6 separate regions of the Mus musculus genome follow, and all the other regions are linked to region 5. Evidence: chromatin contacts called from public HiCAR-type, HiChIP or PLAC-seq and promoter capture Hi-C data. All regions are on one chromosome and are shown on one strand. Each heading gives the region's core, a stretch centred on a gene start, on an enhancer-like site or on the middle of the called end of the contact. The rest is flanking DNA. Distances are from core to core; before and after follow the strand shown.

Region 1 (2,991 bases), core at 412-2,911, 760 kb before region 5:
CTGTTTGTACTCATCTTAGACACCTGATCCCTTTTATTAGTGAAATGATCTTTTTCCCTTCTGCCTTCTCTGCAGTTCCAGATTACCAGGAACAGGACATCTTCCTCTGGAGAAAAGAAACCGGATTTGGATTTAGGATTCTGGGTGGAAATGAACCAGGGGAACCCGTGAGTCTTTTATCTGTTTCCTTCCCCAGTGCTGTTTGCTAAGGCTTCAAAGGAAATCGGCAGCAATGACAGATCACCAAGATAGGAATCCAGCTAGCTGTGGCTCTGGGCTCTTTCATGCTGGGTAGTATGGATCTCAGACTGGCTTTTTGTGGAGCTGCATGTGTTGTTGTTGTTGTTGTTGTTGTTGTTGTTTGTCTTGAGGAAGAAGGAAAGTAATGTTCTGTACAGCTTCTGTGTGTGCTGGGGAATGTGAGCAGCTGTCCACACACACACACACACACACACACACACACACACACACACACACACTAAGAAGGAAAGCAAAGGGCAAATTGAGCATCCTAACAAAGCTCTGTGGCATGTGCAACAGGGAGAGGGTATGTGTACTTGAGTAGACAGTGTCGGGAGGGGTCTGTGTAGTAAATGACTAGAGCACAGAGGGAACTTCCCCAGGCAGCAGTACTGGTTCAGGAAAATGGCACCCTGTCTTTAAAGAACAGAAAAAGGCCCCTGAACAGTGATGTAGAAACACCAAGTCTCCTTCCTGGGCCTCAGTCTCATAGAGTAAGTTGACTTTAATGTCACAACGTCCTTTGCAGGGAAAACAAAAGAGAAGAAGCCTTGTCCCTTTGGAATAAAAGCTGTTATTCCTGGAGCAGTTACTGTGTGTGTGGTGTGCTCGCTAAAGACTTTTAACACATGTTCTCTCCGTTATCCAGGATGTATTCCTGTTTTTCAAACCAGAAAATAAAAGCCCCAGAAAGATTAATTAGCTGGCCCAAGGTCACAGAGGTAGTATAAATGGAGGGTCTGACACAGCCCAAGTCCTTCATCCTTTTGTTCCTGTACCTTCTAAACTCTAAATGTCATGTAAAGAAAAGGATAGCATTATTGTCTACTGAGAAGGCAAAGCCACACACCAATATTTAAACTCACATTTAGTGAACAGTGAAACTTCAAGACATTAGATATAAGCATTCCTCTGCCTTATGGTCCTGAAAGATGGCCAGACTGCTTCATTTTTCCCTCCTTTTATACTGTTTAGTGAAATGCCCTACTGCTAAGCAGACAGTACTAGACCCTTTAAGAGAAGAGGTGTCAATATAATTAGTGGGGTGCAATGAAAGTGAGTTTCTTGAATCGACAGGAAATGAGGAAAAGCCTTTCATGTAAGGAAATAGTGGTCATTTTCCCAGAGTAGAAGAAAAATACATGATTGACAGACCACAGATGCATCTATTTCAGAGAGCCCTGTAACAAATAGTTACTCTTTCCACAAACTGCTACAGGACCTGGCACAATGCCTTATACACAGTAGGTGCACAATGCCTTATACACAGTAGGTGCTCAATAATTGTTTGTGGCATGCATGTGGATATGAGTAAAGTGAATTTATTTTTAGAGATGCATGGGCCATCAGTCTTGATAGTAAACCCAACACAGGGCAGTGTTTCACTCGTCATCTGATTACTCAACAGATTTATATCGGTCACATCGTACCGCTGGGTGCTGCTGACACAGACGGCCGCCTGAGGTCTGGAGATGAATTAATCTGTGTGGATGGGACACCAGTAATTGGGAAATCACACCAGCTCGTGGTCCAGCTTATGCAACAAGCTGCCAAGCAAGGCCATGTCAATCTCACAGTGAGGCGGAAAGTGGTCTTTGCCGGTATGTTTTTCATTCATTCCTCCAGACCGTGCTCTTGTCTGCGTCTGCCTCCTCAAGCTTCTATTTTAGCAAATGTTTGCAAATGTGATCGAGCTCAGACTTTCCAGATGGTTTGTTTCTCGCCAGCCCTGCTGTCATTCAGATGTAGTTTAATATGCTGTTTGCATATGATCCAGAAAGACGTCCAGAGAGTGCTAGTTGACCATACATCCTCCCGCCACTTGCCCCCTCACCAACCAGAACTCAGACTTCCTCTTCACTAGGAGATAATCCTCTCAAGAGCCCATCAGGACTGTGAGAAAAGGTCAGCTCGGGATGCAAAGAACAGAAGCCAGGTTTGGGCTGCGAAATGAGCTCGCCCTCATACCAGCACCTTGCTCTTGTTTTGCCCCTCAAGGCTTTTCTTTGTCCCTCACTGAAAAGCCAAAGAGCTGGCCGGTTCTAGGGAATCCCTGATTTCCTCTGCAATTTTTAAAATACCCTTTCAGGATCAACTCACAAAGAACGCTTCTCCAAATGCTGTCTGGTTTTAGCACCCCCTTCCTGCCATGCCTGTGCCTCGGAGGGTATTTCCGTCTCTGACTCTGCCACTTTAAGAAAGCTGCGGCATATCTGTTCTTTCCTGAAGCGTATGTCTTTCCAGTTCCCCTTTGCATCCAGCCTATACTCAACGCCGGTATGGCAGACTCCAGAAGAGGATGATTAACCGTTGTGTCAGTTGATTTACTGAACAAGTATGGTGTGAAACTGTGGGTTCTCTGTGGTCTTAATATCAGAGTAGCAGTTACCTACCAGATAAAATTAATTGGCCCTTAAAAAAATACTAATGTAGCTTACTTTAAGTGATATATAAGTAATTACAATATGATGTTATTAAATGCCAATATAAGAGTCTAATGGCAGCCATTGAAAATGGTCCCATTCCACCACAGATTGTGTCCTTAGAACTCATTCCAGGCCACCAAAGCTCTTTTACCATGCAGCTGGTGGCAGTCAGCTAGTTTGGTTTGAGTTTTGAGATGACTTGAAAACTATTTGATTTCCCTGGTTTAAATTAAAGTAGCAAGACAATGTAAATTTCGCTCTATTATTTCAGGTTTATTTTGAAAGACTTAAAACGTTTGGGATTTTTATCATGTTGGTCCTTTAC
Region 2 (2,984 bases), core at 451-2,950, 910 kb before region 5:
TAGGTGGCCATATAGCCCTTTGGAAATGAAGGCAGGGTTGCAAGGTGGTCATAAACAACTTTTAAAAACAAAGACATGATTGCCATGCCTGGAACAGGCAGTACAGAAGCATTTGTAGTTAAGGTTACAGGTGGGGCATAGTATAATCCTTGTGAAACAGAGGTTTAGTCATAAACAGGAATGAACCGGGTTTGCCTTTACAGCTAAGATTTTTTTTAAGCCTAAAATGGAGGCAGGCTGGTTCTTCCTTCCACCACCGGGAACCATGAAGCTAAGCAGCACCTTGCTGCTGCTCTTCCTCGTCCTTCCCTCTCACAGCACACTGGTCGTTGTGTGCCATCAGCATGGCTACGTTTGCTGTTGCCCTGAGCAAGAAGCGAGAGGGTCAGTTCATCGGGAAAGGTGTGGTCGTACAGTGTGGATGAAACTCGGGGTAGATGAACGGAAGCCCTGAGAGGCAGAGCTGAAGGGCCTTGAGCTCTCCACTGCTCTCAGGAAGCTTCTGGAAATGCACTATGATGTCTGTTTGTTGGGGGAAAAAAGTGATAATTTTTATTTTTAGATCAATATCTACTATATCAAAACTCCTTGGTCAAAACACAGCTAGGGATGTAGCTCAGTTGGTAGAGTGCTTGTATAACATTCCCAAAGCCCTGGTGGGTTCAGCTTCTAGCTCTGGATATACCATGATTGATGGTACATCTCTAAGCCCAGGGGATACGGAAACAGGATGATCGGAAATTCAAGGTCAGCCTTTGTTACACTTTGAGTTTAAGGCCAACCTAGGCTACATGAGACCCTGCCCCCCAAACAAAAACAAAAGATCCTTTTTATTATAATACAGGTCCTTTTCAAAACAAATAAAAAATATATAGCTCTTTATATATTTTAGATTTATATCTAGTCTCCTATTTTTTAGCTATGGGATTCTCTTTCTTCTTGGTACTGTGCATATAGCAGTAAGCTTCACCAAGCTCCCCATTATGAAGCAGGGATATAGAAGTGGATCTGGGGAGGAATACCTCTAATCCCAGGAGGTAAAGGTGTGAGTCGGGAAATTAAGGCAGGTCTCATCTGCAGCACTGAGTTCGAAGCCAGCTTGTTCTGCATTAGATCCTGTTTCCTCTCAATTAGAAAAAAAAAAGGTAATATATAAACCCAAAAGAAATGTAAAATGCCAGTGGTGATGCATACTTCAGTGGAGCGTAATAAAGCAGCATGAGCTGATGGAATAAAGGGCACATTGCTATTTTAGATAAAGTGGTCCAGTAGCAAATACAAATTAAGAAGTCTTCTGTTGGTGGTGATGATTGCCTTAGCTACCGAGTGTCTGAGTCGGCCTGGCGTGTGGCTTCGGACTTCCCTCTGAGCCTATCTGATTGCCAAGCCCTTTCAGCCTGTGATTTGATCTGAATGTTGCCTTAGATTCGTGAGGAAGCAGAAACACATTTCCTTCATAACAGAATGTGCAGGGAGGCAGAGCTGCTGCCCTTATAGCGGGGGCTGATCCTGCTCTGTTTAGAACGCCTTGCCAGTGACCAAGAAGTCCTCTGTGTTTCTAATCCTAGAAGGAAAACATACTTGACAAAGTACTGATGAAACAGTGAGAGGGACATTTGGTGCATATGCTGTAGTTCTGTGAAGAGCCACCTGTCATGTCTTCAGAAAGTGCTCCATGCAGGGCAACCGATTCACATGCTAACTAGCTGCACACACCCCATCTGAAGCTGGGAAGGCCAATTCCTTTGTGTTTCCAGCAGCAGGCAAAGCAGTGCCCTGCTTTTCATCCCAAGTTGTGCTGCAGAGTTACTTAACATATGTTTCCTTACACTCCTGTTATTGAGCACATATGCTTTGGCCCACAATCACAAACTCAGAGACAGGTTAAAAGGACAGGGCCTCCCCAGGGGGTGGTATTCTTGTTCCCTAGAGAATGGTATTTTCTTTCAAATGGCCCCCTGGGAGCAGTGGAGAAAGTTCTGTTTGGTGGTAGTTTATGTGTGTGCATGTGTGCCTTGTTTCCCTGAGGGGGGAGGAGATAGTGAGGATGCAAGGGCAAAGGGAGAGAACATGGCTGTTTGGGGTTCATCTATATTGGACATAAATTGACGTTGGGCTATATTAGCTGAGATTATAGTCTCTAACAGATCTTGCTGATTGATGAGAACCACGTTGATGCAGTAATTATTTTTTTAGTCCAATTACACACTTCTTTTAGACACCGTTATATTTTATCTGCCATATCTGGGAGTGTCGCATTATGCATCTCCTTTCACGTGATTGATTTTTGAATGTATGTTTCAGAAAGTACTTGGCACACAAGAGAAATGTCTCAGGATTTGAGAGAGGGACAGATCAGAAAAAGGATGCTGCGTGCCCTTCAGCCTGACTAAAGGATAGCCCTTGGGTTTGTACCACATAAAGGATCATTCCTGACTGTGGTGTTTGTTGTCTGTTGAAGCTGTTACTCCCCTGGTTCCCAGCAGTGTCTCCTGGTTTTGACCCGTGTGTTAACTGAGAATGTAAATGGTCCTACTGTTTCTATGACAGTGAGTGACTGCTTCCTTTCATGTCACACTCCAGTGATTCTGCAGTGGAAGGAGAGGGTTTGGAAAGTTATTTTGGAAACATTTGAATCTGATGCCAATCACCTGAATTTGACTTTTCTTACAAAGCTTAGCCAGCCAGCCTTTGGAGACTCTCATTTAGAACCCACCCATCTTCACTGTTTCCATCCTATGTCTTCTTCTGAATGTTGAGCATTCAGCCATGGGGTGATGCAGGTGATGTAGTACAGTTTATAGAGAATGATGAGCATAGAACAGTAGACTGATGCTTATAGCAGATGCTACGGGAAGATGTAGAACATGATGACATGGTAGGGAAACACCAGAGGCTGGGTCTTCCTAAGAGGGTTGAGCATAGCTTTCAGGGGGAAACAATGTCTTTGTAGTATCACAGTAGGAGTGGACAGAAGAGGGCGG
Region 3 (2,826 bases), core at 107-2,606, 630 kb before region 5:
AATCAGCTCAAGTGGGCTCCCGTCATTCCTTTTGCAGTGTGCCTGCTGACAGAGAAAATGGGTCCCAGCAGGAGAAGATCTCTGAGTATTTAATCTCTCATCGCTACTGTCTAGGCACGGATGGGCTTGGGTTGCCTGGGTGTGAATTGTGGTTACTGTTTCTCAGTTTCTGGTAATGAGGAAACCATAGAAAGTATCCAATAAGCTTCTGGATATTGATCATGACCCCTTCGGGGATGGAGGTCCAATGACCCTTTCACAGGGCTTACCTACGACCCCTGGAAAACACAGATATTTGTATTACAATTCACAAGAATAACGAAATTACAGTTATAAAGCGGGAACAAAAACAGTTTAATGGCCAGGGGTCACCACAACCTGGGGAACTGTATTAAAGGATCACAGCATCGGGAGGTGGGAACCACTGCTCTGGGGAAGGACGCTCCTCGCAGGTCTTAGGGTTTGAAACGGGAAAGGATGTTATTTGTGTATTGTATTCAGCAAAGGGAATATTGAGGTCACTTTTAAGGCGTGACCGTAAGACAAGAGGGGCTAGCCAGACAAAGAGGTTAGGAGTGAGGCTGGGGTGAATGCGGGAAGACTATCCCAGGAAGAAGGAGTGGTGTTGCAAAGGGACTGAGAAGGGAAGAGCTTACTATCTTTGAGGATATTGAAATGGACCAGCATGGCCAAATGGATGCATAGGGACCAGCTGGGCCCATAGACTACATAAGGGACCTGTTCTGTTTTGCTAATTAGATTGCCATACAAAGCTGAGATTTTGTTCAAAATACCAGGGAAGTCAATTGAGGGTTTTTTGTTTTTTGTTTTTTGTTTTTTTTTGTCAAGGAGGGACACAATTCAATTTTTATAAAAGAACATAAAGCCTTATAAAGTGTCTGTGAGGAGGGTGGATCAGAGGGAAACAAAGAATCAGGCAAATCAATATGAGGTCATTTGAGACATCTTGAAGAGGGGCGGATAGTCTTGGGTGATAGGACCAGTGAGAGCAAGATTGATGAATTAAGAGCAAAACTAGGAGGCAGAGAAAGGAAGGACTCAGTGATAGCTTAGCTGTGGGGCAGAGTTGTTAGGGTGGGAGGAGGCATCTAGGATGTACCCTTGTTTCTGTCTCAGGCAGCCAGGAATGTGTGTATAGGTGCTTGAGTTCTGCCGTCGACCCAGTTCTATTCTGAAACTGGATTTCTTTCACTTCAAGTCCTAACCACTGCCCTCCCTCCTCCTCGTGTCTGCTTCGTGTCTGGAGAGAAAGCAGCTTCTTTCCTGAGCAAGCTGTGCACCTTGCCAACAGAATGAAAGCTGCACTCCCTTTTGATAGTCAGTGCCACATGACCAGCCTCTCTGGCATGCAATACTGGATCCCTGAATGATTTAACATCTGTTCCTCTTACTCAGCCCTAATCTGAATGCACTGCCTGTTGATTATCTCAGACACAACTTATTACCCTGAATCTAAGACTCCTTCTGTACTGTTTCAATTAATGGGACCATGAGTGTGTGTGCTCTAGAATGGCGGAGCACAGCCAGGTTTAATTTAATTGATTTAATTTGCATGTCTCATTCTGAAAGAATTATGTGTCATAAATTCACCTACTGGCAGGACCTGGCCAGTGCTGCTTCCTTTGCGAATACACAATTAGCTTGTCTAAAGGTTCTCCCAACCCTTGTTGCATTAAGTTCTCCTGAGATGCCTAATGTGTGCTCTCTTTGGGAAATGGAGTGAGTCTGGGGGAGCTGTGCTTAGCATTAGACTGCATATAAGAGAGGCAAATGCCATGGGAACTTACATCATCTTGGCTGCCATCTCTAAGGGAGTTATTGAGGCTCTTGGCCTGGGAGCTGAAGCTAGAGCAGATACTGTGGAAGGTGAGTATCATGGGCAAGGGGGCTTTGTATCCTTCCAACCAAAGGCATACTTCCTGGATACTACTGAAGGTTTTCTATGAGGCTGTGTAGAGAAAACAAAGTGATGCAGACCTTTATTTCACATATGTAATGTATGTATATATATTTCAATGCATATGGATAGGTATATGATGGGAAATTATCAATTATGCAACAGCATCTCTACCTGTGGCAGATGATGAACAGTACCATTGCACACAGAAGGTAGCTTGGTGCTTTTTGTTGTCCCTGGCACCCAGGAGCTCCCTTGTTCCAGTAGCTGGAGCAACTACACTTAGCCATCCCAGCATACTTCTCGGCCTCTTCCTCCTGCTCTGTAACTATAGGTGGAGTCTTTCTGATTGGCTGTTAACTATTCTGAATTCTCTCCTTTCTCTCTGTGTGTAAATTTTTGGTCAATTTTATGCTAAAATTTCTTTCATACATTCATTCAGTTGACAAAGACTGGGTACGGACTAGATACCAGGAGCTGCGCTAATTTTACAGACCAGGGGACTGAATTAGATAATGACCTGTGCTTAAGAGAGTTAGTTCAGGAATGAAGACTGTTACATAAACGAAAGTCTAATGACAGGGGTGACTAAAAGGAACTGTATGATTCTTGGGGGCTTCTACTCCTGCCCAAGGTTATAATGTTGTGGGCAGCCAGAGAAAATCTCTTACAGGATCTAACCATAGAGCTGAGTCTCACAGAATGAATGGGGTCAGTTACCCTTAGGAAGGATGGAGGTGAGGGAGGAGACCCACTGGGTTTCACTGAAGAGACTATATGAAAGGTAGGAGAGGCAGATGGTACCAATGCAGGTAAAAACTGGTATATGCAGTATTTACAATTTTGTTTGCTGGGCATTCATTTTGCTAATAAAACATGTCTCTTACTTTGGAAGTGTGTGTGTGTGT
Region 4 (2,916 bases), core at 330-2,829, 830 kb before region 5:
GTATTCAGTGATTCTGTTTAATATAATATATAGGTAACCAGTTTTCAAAGATGAGAACACTACAAGGTTTCTGTGAACTGTACTTTAGTACAACTTCATGGAACAGGTTTAATATCTTTGACAAGAGATGAGTTTGAAGGCAGTTTAACCATTTTTATTACATTGGATCTTCAAAGTCCATGTCTACCATAAGTACATGGGAAATGTATGATAATAGATGATAGAAGGCCTTTCATTGAGAAAACTGCTGTGGAACGGGTGCATTAAGAAGGGCTACAGAAATTTTTTTTTTCACTAACAGCATTTTCCTTGACACAAGTATACATGCATATCCAGTGCAGGTCATTCAGTAATTATCTCATCAATATTAGAATCACATATTTCATTCATTTAGAATGATATATGAGTGCATAGACAGCATAAACACATAGTCACATAATGGCAGCTGTCAGTTTGTGGTTTTGCTGTAAGCACAGAGCTGCCTTGCCTCACTGTTTGCTGTCATGATCTGGATCAAGAAATTCTACTTCTCACACATACTGTGCCTGCAAAGTACTATACAGTTAAAAGTCTTATACTCTGCTCCACCTGCCCATGGAATTTTATTCATAAATATAATTACTCCTTTGGTCATCAATATTTGTCTAGCACCATTAGAAGTCTTGACCTTCCTTGTAGTATCAGGTCAATATTTTTAGTTGCCTGTGTTTTTGCTCCAGCGGGCTGTCTCAAAGAGATTTCTGACTCAGGATAATTAGAACTGAACTATTGACCCTATACTCAATGCTCCTCGTGTTGGTTGGAAGTAAATGGGTACACATTCAGGAATCCAATTGATCCATCACCTTTCTTCACCTCCATTTCTAATGCACGAGTCAGCTCAGTTCACATGCTTCCTTAATATGTCTGAAATCCACTCCATCTTTTCTTCCCCACCTGTAGAGCTCCTAGCTGGGTTACACAAGTCTCCTACCCAGATCCCTTCCTTCTGCTGCTCTCAGCAGTTGGTTGCTTTGGGGGTTGTTTTGTTTTGTTTTCTATGTCAGTGTGAGGGTGTCTTCTCTGCACTGCTGGGGCCTCTCTGGTTGCTTAGTAACTGCCTGTTCTGGTCTGCCTGTCCAGCCACCCTCGCTCTGCTCTGCCCTGCCCTGCCTTTTGCTTTGCACTCCCTCTAGACCTCGCTGAGTTGCTGCCTAACAGTTGGATGCTCAGGGCTTCCTCCTTAGAATGTGGTCACATTGCTCACAGTTGCTGAATATCTTCTATGTGAGACATCCATCCGTTGGAGACCCTGCAGACATGTCAGTGAATGCGACAGCAAAGCATCCGACTCTCACAGAGCTTGAATTGAGTGGTTTTCATTGACACCCATGCATCTTTCACATTGTAGCTCAGATACCATTTCCATGACCTTGGCTTCAGATACATACATTCACGTCACTCTAGTGTGTAGCGTACTCTGGAGACTTAGGCATGGTCTTAATTTCACTGAATTTTGTTTAGTTTTGTACATGTCTTTTCTTCCAAAAGAGTCATTGTATTTGTGCCAGTTTTAACAGTTGCCTAACACAGTGGCTGGCACATACTCACTGGGGTGGGGGTGGGGTGAGCAAGCCTTCCCGTGCACCTCATTAGGTAATACTAAATAGGCAGTTTTGCATTTTGTAATATCTTTGAGGTTTCCTTGTTCTTAAGTGGGAAGTCACTTATTACAGACCTTATTTTATTTAAATCTGATCATTTAAACAATAATAACAACAAAAAGAATGCTATTCAAAACTGATTGCTCATGCCAGCTGGGCATGGCAGCCTGTCTGTAGACTCTACCAGGAGGCAGAGACAGAATCCTGAGGTCAAACTAGCTACCAGGATTAGCTGATTAATGGTTAGTATCTAAGACAGTCCACAGTGTACCCTGAACACTGGCATATACACTGGAAAGAGGTTTGAACCCCCTTGCCTCTGGGGTCATGTAGCTTCCTTCCAGGGTAGGCGACAGCCACCTGCTCTCTGTAGCTCGGGAGCCTTTAACAACAAAATGAATGTTGTGTGCTGTGCCATGTTCTCATCTCAGTAATAACCAACTTATTTTATTGACAGCCAGAGGAGGTCAGAGGTGACTTGTTTTGCTAGCTGAAATAATTGAGCACAATTTACACTCAACTATGTCTGAACCGTTGGCTTAGAAAGCTTATGTACAAATCAACAAACAAACTCAAATCGGTGAGCTCTGCCTGCCATGATGCCCCTTCAGCGCAGCCTTCAAGCATCATTTCCTTGATATGTATCACCGTGGCATAGTTGATCTTTCTCCCCCTCTTGAAAGGCACTGGGGACATTATACAATCTCCCTTTTCAATTTGACCTCACTTTCCCTTTTCCAAGCCGCATTACTTTTAAGTTAAGTAATGCTCTAATTGCGAGTGTAATTGCTTCTGTGATGAGAGGATTATTGAAGGATTAAAAGGACCTATATCGAAAGGTCTCACGGCTTTGTCTGCTGCAAATAAGGTCTGTAATAAGTGACTTCCCACTTAAGAACATAGAAACCTCAGAGGTATTTGTCATCATTTACAACCAATCAAATAACATTTTGACATGCAAGGAAATGAGCCGTCTAATTATTTTGCCAATATCAGCTCTTACCATTTTGTGATTTACACTGAGGTCAGAAGTTTACTAGCCAAAGCCAGTGAAACTAACCACAATTCAGGTAAGGTCGCTGTAATGATGTTTTTTTTTTTTTTTTTTTTTTTTTTTTTTTTTTCCTGCTGTTTTTCTAATGGAGTTTCTCTCTTGGTGCTGGTGTCTGAATTTGTCTTTCTCTTTTCTGTCTCATTCCTGCTCTTCCTTTGGAGAAGAAGGGGTACACACCGAGGAGCTGGACAGTGAACTAGGTAATGCCTTGCACCCGCT
Region 5 (2,737 bases), core at 160-2,659:
AACTGGCAGACCTGCCAAGTCATTTTTCCGCTATCATCAGAACTGTATACATCATTGTTTCCAGGATGGGTGGCACTCCCAGCACACTGTTGGCTGGTCTCTACTGGCACTTTGATATTCTCAGTTCTGAGTGGCTGGCCAAGCAGCAGAGAACTCCGGTTCTAGGAAACTTGGGCGATTATAACTTTATTAGTCATATCAGTTACTGAAAATGCCCTTTCCTTTCCCTTTGAATTGGCGCATCCTCTCCTCTGAGAGCTAAGGAAGAAAGGTGCTTTTTTTAACTATCCATGATTTAACAATCTTCCCTCTTTACTTCCTCCCCCTTCTCCCTCTGTTCCTTTCTCCTTTTCTAGAGTTCTGACTTCCAAATGTCTATCTTCAACCCGAGGGAGATGATGGATAACTTGAACTATCTGCTTGGAGCCACTTCCCTGCTTGCATCCTCTCTAATTCTGAGAGCAAGCGGAAGTGACTGGAAATCCCTGGAGGTTCGAGTGCCTTCCCCGGGACCTATGGCCTCACAGTCCTTCCCTACTCCCTTCCCCTCAAATGTCGGGCAGAGTTGGGGGCTTCCAAGTCCCCACCCTCTCTAACCGCACAGTAAGCGTCTTAACCTTTTTTTGGGGGGGGGGGGGCTACAGAAACCTGTAGAGCTCTCGCCACAGGGACAGAGGTCCCGGGAAGACCCGGGTTTAAACAGTTGCGAAACTTTCAGAGAACTGCGGATCAGAAACACAACTAGAACTACTGGACTGAAATAGATCCCTGCCTTTAAAACTCTTGACTTGGGGCAATTAAGTAGAGTGGAGCTCAGGTGACAAATCTGGTTCATAGTGATCAAGTGTAGGACTAGGACGGCGCAAGGCTACTTTTTTTTTTTTTTTTCCTCTTGTAAGGAATGCCAAGTTGGGTGATGGAAAGAGACGGGGGCAGAATGAAGAGGACAGGCAGATACGGAGAAGTGGAGATGGCTCAGTAGAAAGCGGAGAAGGAAGAGACCATCAGAGAAAAGGGACATGGGCCCAAAGAGACCTACACCAAGACCTGGCGAGAGAGAGATTCCAAACCGGAGACCAAAGTAGGAAAGGGGAATCGGAGTGGGTGGCTGAGCGCCACCTCAGAGAGAGAGAACTTTCTCTGCTCTCCCTCCTTCTCAGGGAATCTCTGCTAACCCCACCTCGGGGAGGTGACGCGGACGGCCACCGATTGCTCCGGCACTGCCGGCGCCTCTGGCCTCCGCCTCCGGCAGCTGGAGGGGCCTAAAGCGGTGAGTCCTGGCACCCGCGGCCGAGGAGGGGACAGGATCTACAAGGAGGCGGGCCGCCTGCCCCGTTTTCTCCTCCCCTCTCCTCCTCCTGGAGGCGTGCACCTAGGGTATTTGAGCGCCCGCGGGGGCCCCCGCCCCCTGGCCCCCCATTCAAGAAGCGGCTCGGCTAACTCAGCCAGCAAAGGGCGCCCGGCGCGCCTCGGAGCGCACGTTCCGCGCCTTCTCCTGCCCGCAGGCTGGACATTATGCGGCCGAGCCGCCGAGCCCTAGTCCTCCGCCTCCTTCTCCTCCTCCTGCGGCCCGAGCGCCTCAGCTCACGGCAGGCGGCAGCGTTGCTCAGCGGAGCGCAGACGGGACCCTCTCTGCAGGACCTCAGCGACTCCTAAAGTCAAAAAGTTGGCGGCAGGGCGCCGGGGTTCCGCGCGCTCTCCAAGGCTGCTGCCTCGCGTCGCCGCCAGCCACCAAAGCCGGCAGGAGGGAGGGGGTGGGAGAAGCGGGGGGAGGGGTGAGGAGCACCATGCAGTTAGTATCCTGGGCCACACTGCTAACGCTCCTGGTGCCGGACCTGGTTGAGATGAGGAGCCCTGACTCCGCGGCGGCCGTGCGCAAGGACAGGCTGCACCCGAGGCAAGGTAACATGGCTCTGAACCCTGAAGCCCCCCCCCCACGCCCCCACACACTCCATCGCCACCTTCTTGAACACGCTCTGGGGCGGGCACCCCGCAGTAGAGGCCTCTCTCCTTTTCCTAGAAAGAATTACCTCTCCTTTCGGAACCTCTCCCTTCTCTGGGTCATCCTTAGTCAACTATTAGGGAAGGAAGCACTGCAAGAATTTTAGGGCCACCCCCACCCCCAGTCCTTTTTACCTGACTTTTTTTACCCTCCTTATCCCTTGACCCAAACCAGTCCTAATTAATAGCTTGGATCACCAGATAGCACACATTTTATTTTATTTAGGATATTTATCAGAATCTGTAATTATTTTATGTTTTTATATTTGTTCATTGTCTGACTTCAAATGCTGTAGTCTCGGCCCCTCACCTAGTTCTCGGCTGTTACTATTACAGTAGGCGCTCAACAAATATTTATCCAGTGGTGGAGCGTGAAGGAATTGACTCGAAGTGGCTGCGAAATAAATTAGGACAAAGCCCCCCATCTTCTTTTTAAATTAAAGCTTTCGGGGGAAATGACTGATTAGCTCACTTGCCTCTGTTTCTCCCTGCAGTGAAATTATTAGAGAGTCTGAGCGAATATGAGATCGCGTCTCCCATCCGAGTGAACCCCCTCGGGGAACCCTTTCCCACGAACGTGCACTTCAAAAGAAGGCGGCGAAGCATTAACTCTGCCTCTGACCCCTGGCCTGCCTTCGCCTCCTCTTCGTCTTCCTCTACCTCTTCCCAGGAGCACTACCGCCTCTCAGCCTTCGGCCAGCAGTTTCTATTTAATCTCACCGCCCATACCGGATTT
Region 6 (2,700 bases), core at 111-2,610, 660 kb before region 5:
TCTCATTGAACATGGAGAAGTTGAGTTAGTACCTATTTAGAGCCTTCAACCCTACTGACTAGTGTTCTTGGTACTAGAAGTTATTCTGCACAACCCAGCTACAATAGCAGCCTGCCTATATGATACAGTACAACAGTGGCATGAAAGTCGTGTGAGTAACCAACCACTATCTGATTTGATTTAAGGCCCATTCCATGAGATGGAACCCATGACTGACAGTATTCAGGTGGCCAAGAACCTGAGACTAACTAGGTCATTGGCCTAGGGTAAAATCAACTACTATCATTTTGGAAAAGGAACATAACAATAAAATGACTCCTCATGGCATATTGCTATACTCATAGATCAGTGCCTGCTCAGCCATCTTCCTCTTACAGTAGACAGGAATTGATATGGAGATTTACAATTGGATAATGTGCAGAGAGTGAGAGACCTTGGACCACTCAGCTCTACATGGGATATATTCATCAAATCTTTCCCCTCAGGGCTCAGGGAACTATATAGAAGAGGAGGCAGAAAGACTGTAAGAGACAGAAGGGATGAAGCAATCTCCAATTGATAATTGCTTGCAAAGGGAAATTTAGTTTTCTCTAGTGGTTACTGGGTATTCAAATCACAGTTAAGGTCAGGCCCCATGGCCAGCAGTAGATGGCCAATGCAAAACAAACTCAATGTCATTTTAGGAGTTGTTGTTTTTGTTTTTGTTTTGTTTTGTTGGTTTTTTTTTTTTTTTGCTTGTATATTGATTTTGTTTTTTTTTTTAGGGTTTTGTGTCTGGTTTTGTGAATGTGTTTCTTGTGGTACTCTCCCACCCCCACTTGCTCTGGTCCGATTTGTTTTTTATTTGCCTGTTCATTTTCATAAACAAAAACCAACAAAAAAACGTTGTTTTTTGTTGGATGGGTGGGGAGGTGAGGGAGGAGAGATCAAGATCAGAATGTATTCTATGAAAAATATTTTCATAAAAATATGATTACAAAGCAATTGAAAAAAGTTAAATTCATTTTAGACTGATACATAAACACATAAATCATGCATATTTATGAGTAGCATGAGATGTTTGGTAATATATGCATTGTCCCATGCATCTGTGTCTTCAAATACCTGCCATTTCTTTATATAAAGATTTTTAAAAAAAAAAAAACCTGACCTTGACCCTTTATTACAGAACAGCACATTATTTTCTTCTGTAGCCCCGCAGACCTCCTTAGTCCTATGTAACTATAACGTAGCATCTACTGACAAGCATTTCCCCACCCTGTTTCCTTTCTACTCTCCCTGGCCTCTTACAAACACCATCTTTCTGGTGCCTTCTATAAAACCAACCTCTTTACCTCTGTGTGTACGTGACAGCACACACCCTTTGCCACTCTGTGATTGTCTTATGTCACTGAACATAATGATCTAGCATCATGTGTGTTATCACCCAGGACAGAATTTCAGCCTTTTCTGGCTGAATAGCATCCCAGCATCCCATTGTGAATTTGTACCAGGTTTCTTCCTCCACTCGTCATGTGACAGACGTTTAGGTTGAGTTTGCTATTCAGCTGTGATGAGCACTGTTGTAATGCACCTAAGAGAACTGTGTCCCCTTGCTGTGTTGTTTGGATACATACAAAAGAATGGGAGAGCCTGGTTACATCTGGCTTGATATAGTTTTTACAGTCTCCAGACAGCCATACTAACTTACAGTTACCCCAACAGTGTGGCTGGGTTTTTTTCCTACACACACTCACTAGCCTTTGTTATCAGCTCCATAATACTCACTGCTACAGTGAGGTGATGTCTCCTGCTACGCTCTCTGGTCGAGTCAACTGGACAAGCCGAAAGGCTTAAAAGTCACTCATGAGGCAAAAGAGTTTCAAGGAAGCTCTCCTCCTGGAGTCTAGTGTTCTCTACCCATACATTAATTTTTCATTCCCAAGTTCCATTACCGCGCTAGTCTAGAGTATGGATCCACGTGCTCTCTTTCAGTATTTTCCTATAAGTGCTCTGACATGGCTAAAGCCTTCCGCCAGTGTTCCAACAGTCCAAGGGTGTCCTTGACCAAGATCAAGGGTTTAGAATTCAGCAAGATTGTAAAAGCTAAGTCACTCCCTTACACAGGAATTTACCATCACTTAAAAAGAAGGAAGTTTCAGACCAAAGGAAAAACCAGAATAGATACTATAGCAGAGTTACACCCATACACACCTATTTACAATGGCCTAAGGGGAAGGTGGACTATACAAGAGACTAAATTAGGAACTGTGGCAAGGACGCGAAGCCCTTGACCCTGGCTTCTAAGATTAGTGAATTTTAGGTGGAGCCCTTGTTGATCCCAGCTGTTATCAATGTATTCTATCCTGGGTGGTTCCCGTTAGACCTTTTGTGTTTACATTCCTCTGTTTTATGTAAGATTCCGGTTACCTCAATTGTACCTTGCGAATATGTCACCCAACTTCCTTATTGTCCTCTGCATAAAAAGTCTGATGCTCGAGTTGTAAAATTACATTCAGATTCCACACAAACTCTCCTGCGTGTGTGTCTGTCTGTCATTCATCCACGCTTTGCCCACCCGCATCGAGAGACCCCGTTCCACGCAGACATAGGGACCCAGAAGGTCTGCGGCAGTCTCCATATAGTTTAACTAACGTTTCCTTCACAGGGAGTGACAGTGAATATTTTGCACACACCTGTTAGCCATTTGCAGGCCTTTAC

What was found. Promoter capture Hi-C pulls out the DNA fragments that hold promoters and counts their contacts. HiCAR-type assays count read pairs that join an accessible place to other places. HiChIP or PLAC-seq counts read pairs in DNA pulled down with a chosen protein or histone mark.
Region 1: an H3K4me3 HiChIP or PLAC-seq map of forebrain shows a contact between it and region 5, with 8 times the contacts expected there. The contact joins the enhancer-like site here to the promoter of Adamts9 in region 5. A contact is called at or near these places in 11 of 39 promoter capture datasets (the 3T3-L1 cell line, HPC-7-derived erythroid cells, cranial neural crest and 5 more), 10 of 115 datasets of contacts at active chromatin or transcription factors (cardiomyocytes, craniofacial prominence, embryonic hindbrain and 5 more) and 1 of 9 other capture datasets (embryonic stem cells).
Region 2: a HiCAR-type map of embryonic stem cells shows a contact between it and region 5, with 5 times the contacts expected there. The contact joins the enhancer-like site here to the promoter of Adamts9 in region 5. A contact is called at or near these places in 6 of 39 promoter capture datasets (the 3T3-L1 cell line, 3T3-L1-derived adipocytes, the C10 cell line and 2 more), 2 of 484 Hi-C or Micro-C datasets (both in embryonic stem cells), 5 of 115 datasets of contacts at active chromatin or transcription factors (differentiating embryonic stem cells, embryonic stem cells and stem cell-derived neural progenitor cells) and 1 of 9 other capture datasets (embryonic stem cells).
Region 3: an H3K4me3 HiChIP or PLAC-seq map of stem cell-derived neural progenitor cells shows a contact between it and region 5, with 4 times the contacts expected there. The contact joins the enhancer-like site here to the promoter of Adamts9 in region 5. A contact is called at or near these places in 12 of 39 promoter capture datasets (the 3T3-L1 cell line, cancer-associated fibroblasts, cranial neural crest and 5 more) and 13 of 115 datasets of contacts at active chromatin or transcription factors (astrocytes, craniofacial prominence, embryonic basal ganglia and 7 more).
Region 4: a contact with region 5 is called in a HiCAR-type map of astrocytes, with 2.4 times the contacts expected there. The contact joins the enhancer-like site here to the promoter of Adamts9 in region 5. A contact is called at or near these places in 5 of 39 promoter capture datasets (the 3T3-L1 cell line, cranial neural crest, embryonic stem cells and 2 more), 2 of 15 datasets of contacts at CTCF or cohesin (embryonic stem cells and stem cell-derived epiblast-like cells), 10 of 484 Hi-C or Micro-C datasets (the STO cell line, embryonic fibroblasts, embryonic stem cells and 3 more), 17 of 115 datasets of contacts at active chromatin or transcription factors (astrocytes, craniofacial prominence, embryonic forebrain and 5 more) and 2 of 9 other capture datasets (adipose tissue and embryonic stem cells).
Region 6: a promoter capture Hi-C map of embryonic stem cells shows a contact between it and region 5, with 4 times the contacts expected there. The contact joins the enhancer-like site here to the promoter of Adamts9 in region 5. A contact is called at or near these places in 9 of 39 promoter capture datasets (the 3T3-L1 cell line, 3T3-L1-derived adipocytes, embryonic stem cells and 4 more), 2 of 484 Hi-C or Micro-C datasets (embryonic stem cells and uterus), 12 of 115 datasets of contacts at active chromatin or transcription factors (embryonic forebrain, embryonic hindbrain, embryonic limb bud and 3 more) and 1 of 9 other capture datasets (embryonic stem cells).

Annotation. Positions count from the first base shown.
Region 1 is chr6:93,698,466-93,701,456 of GRCm38.p6, reverse strand. Magi1 (membrane associated guanylate kinase, WW and PDZ domain containing 1) reads left to right here. Exons shown (of 24, transcript NM_001029850.4): 16 at 76-167; 17 at 1,649-1,841. Among named protein-coding and RNA genes, the nearest start is that of Gm23035, 94 kb to the left of the region's middle. Within about 2 kb of position 1,661, at least 17 of the 459 cell types and tissues checked have an H3K27ac peak or open chromatin away from gene starts, as enhancers often do. A contact at or near this core is called in forebrain and hippocampal neurons, where this site is marked.
Region 2 is chr6:93,848,182-93,851,165 of GRCm38.p6, reverse strand. All of the region lies in intron 2 of Magi1 (membrane associated guanylate kinase, WW and PDZ domain containing 1), which reads left to right. Among named protein-coding and RNA genes, the nearest start is that of Gm22840, 41 kb to the left of the region's middle. Within about 2 kb of position 1,700, at least 54 of the 459 cell types and tissues checked have an H3K27ac peak or open chromatin away from gene starts, as enhancers often do. A contact at or near this core is called in differentiating embryonic stem cells, embryonic stem cells and stem cell-derived epiblast-like cells, where this site is marked.
Region 3 is chr6:93,572,706-93,575,531 of GRCm38.p6, reverse strand. No RefSeq gene overlaps it. Among named protein-coding and RNA genes, the nearest start is that of Gm22312, 65 kb to the right of the region's middle. Within about 2 kb of position 1,356, at least 32 of the 459 cell types and tissues checked have an H3K27ac peak or open chromatin away from gene starts, as enhancers often do. A contact at or near this core is called in stem cell-derived neural progenitor cells, where this site is marked.
Region 4 is chr6:93,769,489-93,772,404 of GRCm38.p6, reverse strand. Magi1 (membrane associated guanylate kinase, WW and PDZ domain containing 1) reads left to right here. Exons shown (of 24, transcript NM_001029850.4): 7 at 2,862-2,897. Among named protein-coding and RNA genes, the nearest start is that of Gm23035, 23 kb to the left of the region's middle. Within about 2 kb of position 1,579, at least 55 of the 459 cell types and tissues checked have an H3K27ac peak or open chromatin away from gene starts, as enhancers often do. A contact at or near this core is called in adipose tissue, astrocytes, forebrain and 2 more, where this site is marked.
Region 5 is chr6:92,942,206-92,944,942 of GRCm38.p6, reverse strand. Adamts9 (a disintegrin-like and metallopeptidase (reprolysin type) with thrombospondin type 1 motif, 9) reads left to right here and starts at 1,409. Exons shown (of 40, transcript NM_175314.4): 1 at 1,409-1,902; 2 at 2,496-2,737. The coding sequence starts at 1,788. All of the region lies in intron 1 of 9530026P05Rik (RIKEN cDNA 9530026P05 gene), which reads right to left.
Region 6 is chr6:93,605,266-93,607,965 of GRCm38.p6, reverse strand. No RefSeq gene overlaps it. Among named protein-coding and RNA genes, the nearest start is that of Gm22312, 97 kb to the right of the region's middle. Within about 2 kb of position 1,360, at least 8 of the 459 cell types and tissues checked have an H3K27ac peak or open chromatin away from gene starts, as enhancers often do. A contact at or near this core is called in embryonic stem cells, where this site is marked.